Regions from separate parts of the Pan troglodytes genome. Here region 2 is linked to region 1. Evidence: chromatin contacts called from public Hi-C data. All regions are on one chromosome and are shown on one strand. Each heading gives the region's core, a stretch centred on a gene start, on an enhancer-like site or on the middle of the called end of the contact. The rest is flanking DNA. Distances are from core to core; before and after follow the strand shown. Region 1 holds the start of CPED1 (cadherin like and PC-esterase domain containing 1). Region 2 overlaps CPED1 (cadherin like and PC-esterase domain containing 1).

What was found. A called contact is a pair of places that touch in the nucleus more often than the background predicts.
Region 2: a Hi-C map of induced pluripotent stem cells shows a contact between it and region 1, with 2.5 times the contacts expected there. The contact joins the enhancer-like site here to the promoter of CPED1 in region 1. A contact is called at or near these places in 4 of 7 Hi-C or Micro-C datasets (induced pluripotent stem cells, a lymphoblastoid cell line and stem cell-derived neural progenitor cells) and 1 of 1 other capture datasets (stem cell-derived neural stem cells).

What each region holds. Positions count from the first base shown.
Region 1 is chr6:136,407,500-136,410,199 of NHGRI_mPanTro3-v2.0_pri, reverse strand. It overlaps CPED1 (cadherin like and PC-esterase domain containing 1), which reads right to left and starts at 1,369. Exons shown (of 23, transcript XM_016945383.4): 1 at 1,047-1,369; 2 at 89-568. The coding sequence starts at 337.
Region 2 is chr6:136,521,882-136,524,581 of NHGRI_mPanTro3-v2.0_pri, reverse strand. The region is part of intron 7 of CPED1 (cadherin like and PC-esterase domain containing 1); the gene reads right to left. Among named protein-coding and RNA genes, the nearest start is that of CPED1, 110 kb to the right of the region's middle. Within about 2 kb of position 1,276, at least 1 of the 24 cell types and tissues checked has an H3K27ac peak or open chromatin away from gene starts, as enhancers often do. A contact at or near this core is called in induced pluripotent stem cells, where this site is marked.

The sequences.
Region 1 (2,700 bases), core at 120-2,619:
GAAGTTAATTTTAGTTTTATAGAAAGGACAGAGAAGCAGATTGCTGTCTTTGCAGAAACTGTCTCCGTTAAGCTTATGAGAGTCTTACCTTTCTGGTTTCCTGGGCATTACCAGAGAGAAGGAAGCACTGTTTGTCCTGAGAGAATCCTTTCTTGCATCTGCTTGCCTGGGTTTCAGTGGATGTGTGTGGGACAGCCCCAGGGGCAGCGGCTGTGAGCTTCCTCGACCCTCGGAGGGTCAGAGTCTGGTAGAAGAGACAGATTGCCACCACTAAGCCCACCAAGAAGGGTCGGGGGCAAAATCGCCGACGACAAGGGAACACTGGGCGACAGACCATGACCAGTTCAGCTTCACTTGGCCCCTGTCCACGTTGCGGGAAAAGTCATAGCAGCTATTTTTTGTCAGCATGAAAAATACTAATCTGTCTTCTTTTTCCCCAACTCCAATCAAGTTAGCTTCATCCCCGCTTAAGAATTTTCCAAAAGGTTGTGCCAAAGAATCATAGGTCCCGAAAGTCTGAGGCATTTAATAAGAGCTCTTCCATGGATGACAGTCAAAAGTGGATGACCTGAGTTTAAAAAAAGACATCAAATAATAATAGTTGTAACGAATAACCTGAGTGTACCCCAGGCTGCCAAACTGTTGCTTCCAGCAATGCCTTATTTTCACATCTTTAAACTCACAGTAAAGGAGTCCAACTCTGCCTCAGCTTTGCAGGAAGAGAGAAAACAATACCAAAGTAAATCCGGAGTCTGAAAACAGCATTGAAGAACGCAAAAGATTAAAACCCAAAGTGCCTGTTGCACAGCTGAACTCAGGCCAGGTTGCCTTAGCAGTTCCTCAATTTTCCTCCGGTTTTAAAGCAGTCTTGCTTTCAGCCTTTTGTATGCTTCCCTTCATTTAGTTTTAAATTCCCACTGTCCTGTAAGTATTCACGGCTTTTAACATAAAAAGGGCATACGCAATTTGAATGGACATGGTTACTGTCAGGGTTTTTGCTTGAATTTGTTTCATTCCGTCTCAAGTTCAAAGTTCTATGTACTTACTCAGTTTTCATCCTTTTAGCCAGGAAAAAAAAAAGTTTCCATGATTTCCTAATGGATTGCTGATGAAAACCACTCGGAAGGAAACACCCAGTCGTATGACTCCAATTCATCTCACACACACACACAGAGACACACACACACACGCACACAGACACATAAACACACGCGCGCGCGCCCGCTGCACGCCCGGCGGGAGCAGAGGACCTCGGCATCGCAGCCACCCGGGGCCGGGCAGAGCGGGGCGGAGCTAAGGCCGGGTTCCTCTGGCCCTGGGGGCTGCTGGAGCAGCGCTGTCAGCCCTGTGTCCGAAACCGTGGGCTTCCCCACTTTGGAAACAGCAGCTAGCATTTCCCCAAATGAGGCTGCCCACCCAGAGCTGCAGAATTTAGAAACGTATCTGATGTCTGATCCTCTATGCAACTCCTTTTTCCTAATACAGAATTGGAAAAACAAATAGCCTTAGCCAATTGGTGACAAAGGTCGAGAATGAGACTAAAGTGAACTCCATGAGTGAATTGGGATATTCTTCACTCCAGGGAATTGTGGTTACTCTTCTGAGGATAAGAGGGTCACAAGTACTGTCTGGACCTCAGACAGCAAACACCAGAATAACTCAGTCGTCTCTCTGTGCCTTAGTATGGAACTCAGATCACAGATGTTCTTATTACTCCTTTCCTGGACTAATTAATTGGGTCTTTCAATGATCTGATGCTTCATGGCCTGACATTTTGCTCCTAAAATGAGTCGATTATAGCAGGTGTTGGGGGTAACTTTTGCCCAGTAGATAAAGGTACACAGTGGGCTTTGTCCAGAATCAGCTCAGTCTAATTCTGTGCAGACCTTCGGTTGGACGCTGCTAATAGTGCAATACTGCAAACCCCCTTCCACGTTTGCTGAGGCTGTCAAGGCGAAAGGAAATCAGTCCTTGCTTTGCGAACTCTGGATACCCAGGGCTGTCTTAGCGCATAGCAGGCATTATTTAAAGGCTCTGGACCTGAAGAGGTTTTCAAACTTGTTTCTAAGCCAAACTCTTGTGGGTTGAGGTTCTCCGTGAGGCCACACCCCTAGAGTGAGCCTCACCCAGAGGCACGCTGCTGTCAGCCCCTTGTATTTTGAGAGACGGAGCGCCCCCTAGGGGTGCCCAGCTAGCACAGATTCAGAGAAATGGGCATCTAGAGTTCCTTGCTTGTGAGAAAGAGACCCTTTTAACATCCTATAGAACAAATTAATTAACACATTACAGAAGAAATATTCACACGGAAGCTGGATTTATCCCAAGCCCTTGCATGTATCGCCTCCAGTGGCTTTAATATTATTTTATGTATAGGTTCAGAGTCCTTAATCTTATGACAAATGGGATAGAGAAAAATAAAGTGATGCTTCACTTTTAGAAGCCAAAAGAGTTTTAAGAGAAAATGGCTAAACAGTGGTGTTGTAGGACATATCGTTTTGGTGGATGCAATGTGATTTGAGAGATAATAAGAATTATGAGATTTCTAAATTGGAATCCAGGGTGTGACAATGCTGTTACTGAGTGATAAGGAATAGGCAGACAGTTCTATTAAGTTCTGTTAAGGCAAGAAGTCTGAAAAACAGAGTTTGGGGAATCTGAAGAGTCATTCTTATGCTTTATTAAATTTTTGAGAACAAGGTA
Region 2 (2,700 bases), core at 27-2,526, 110 kb before region 1:
AACTTCCTCTGATTTTAGGTTTGAACATCCTTGGGAAACATCTAACACTAAAATTTTAAAATATTTTATTATGTAGAAGGGCATTAAAAATAGTTTACAAAGCTTCTATTTTCCATTATTCCTCAAATTTGCATTTCTTGATTTTTTTTTTACTCTCTCCAAAGCTTTAACAGATAAAGTATCTCAGCAGAAGACTTAATTGGAAATAAATGAGCTCATAGTTATATCTGTTATTGCCTTCATACCTTCTTTAGCTGCCAGAATGTTCTATAAATGTTCACTGATAACTAGTTTAGTGGGCTTGCCTCATCACACAGTACATAAATCACTACTGATTTAACTAAGTCATTTGGGCTTTGAATTCAGTACTCAGTACACACACACATGCACATACACACACACACACACAAAATTATGTTTTGTGGAATTTAAGAACAGTGTTTAATAACATGCTGGTATAGCGTGGGTAGTTTTTAAAGTGGGTTTGGTTTTGTCCTCCACATTAGCAGTGAGAAGTTTCTGTGTATTTTTTCACATCTAAAAATACCAGTAGAAAGCAGTATTTCTGAGGATGGTTAAGTAATTTAACAGATGAGTTATAATCTATTTGTTTTAACTGAAATAACAAGTACATCAGTTGAAGGGTAAATAAATATCCTCTTGTTTTCTGAAACTTATCTGTATCATCAAGCGTAACTTTGAACTAGTAAGGAAACAATCACTTTCTCCACATTGACCCAGGAAGCTGCACTACCTCCCTCTGAGAGGAGATAACAGTATTGTCCAGAATAATCAGGCAAGATCTTGAAAAGATAAATCCCAAGGAGAGGATGAAAATGACAAGAACTGCATGCTTTCCTATGCTACAACCACAGCTTGCATCTGTCTCACAGAAAAGACAAAAATATGAATAAGAAAGGAAATAGTGAATGAAGCATGAAAATCTAAAGAAAACCAGATCACAAGGAGATTTCTTTTTTCATTTATTTTCAGGAAATACATAAATAAAAACTATCATAAAAATTAGCCTGTTTGTATCAGGGCAGGGGGAGCGGCACTTACATAAAAAGAGGAAAAATAATTTAAAAATTATTTAAAATACCTAAGAGCTTCAGTTTCCTATTAAGATGATTCATTAGCCCAGGTGAAATGAGAATGAAGCAAGAATTTGATAACAAAGAAAAATAACAAACACCTCTTTGAAAGGGAGTCTAGAGCTATTGTGAACTGGTCTGACCAGTGGTAGCCACGGTCAGGGATAAGTGGAGTTGGGGGAGGGGAGTTGTTGGAGGCTATTTGAGAGGACAGGCTGAAGAAAAATATTTTCGTTTTCCTAACTCTCCCCTGTCTTCCTCTAGGGCAATTATTGGTTGTTCCTTCCTTGTTAAGGATGCTAAGCCCAGGCCCAGGATTCAGATTGCTGAATTTCTTGGGAGAAAGGAGGAAAAACTGTATGGAGTTACTGGTCACATGTGGCATTCACTCCTCCACCCTACTGTCTGTCAACCTTCAGGCTTGATGACATATAACGGAGGAAGATGTGCTTCCTCCCTGTGCTTTTATGCCTAAGAGAGTTTAGGGGGTGAAATTCTGACCAGGGAAGTTACCTGGCTACAAAGGGAAGTGACCAAAAGTGATTTCTTCATGTTTGGAGCACATTCTGTCCCTTCTCCTTGGATTCACCTGAAAGGACTGACCTTCCCCAAACATCATACTAGCTGGAATAAATAATGTCTGCAGGGGGACTTAAGCTCAAAGGACAAAATAGAGAATGCACAAAAAATACAGCTACTTCAAAAGAAAGGCAACAAACTCAACAATATATATCATGCTACCAAAACTGATAGATGAGGAATTTAAAATAAGCATGCCAGCAATATACTCAAGGAAATAATGGAAGATAGTAGCAAAATAAAATGTGAAAAAGAAGTCATTAAAAAGAACAAAGAGGAAATACGGTAAAAAATATCAGAAGTAAATAAAAATATACATAGTTTTTAAGTGAAGGGGCATGAGCATTTAAGTTATACATGCAGCATTAAATAAATAACTGAAATACAAGAAACAACGGATGAGACAGCAGCAAAGCTATAGCGTAAGAAGGATTTTGATATAATTTGGATATTTGCCCCCTCCAAATCTCATGTTGAAATATGATCCCCAATGTTGGTGGTGGGGCCTGCTGGGAGGTATTTGGGTTGTAGGTGTGGATCCCTCATGAATGGCTTGGTGCCTTCCCTGTGGTGAGTTCTCCCTCTATTAGTTCACAGGGGAGCTTGGTTTAAGAGCCTGGCATCTCTCTTGCTCCCTCTCTCACTATGTGACATGCCTGCTCCCACTTTGCCTTCCACCATCAGTGGAAGCTTCTTGAGGCCTCACCAGAAGCCAAGCAGATGCTGGTTCCATGCTTGTACAACCTGCAGAACCATGAACTAAATAAACATTTTTCTTTATACATTTCCCAGCCTCACGTGTTCCTTTATAGCAATGCAAAAACGGACACAGATTGTACGATTCAAAAGATAAGATTGAAGAACTGTCTCAGAAAACAGAAATGCTTCCAGAAAGCAGATAAGAAAAGCCAAATAATATAATTAGAAATGGAAGGATCAAATCTGGTCAACAGAAGAAGGAAGAATAAAAACAGTGAGCAAAAATATTTCAAGAAATCATGAAAACAAATTTTTAGAATTAAAGATT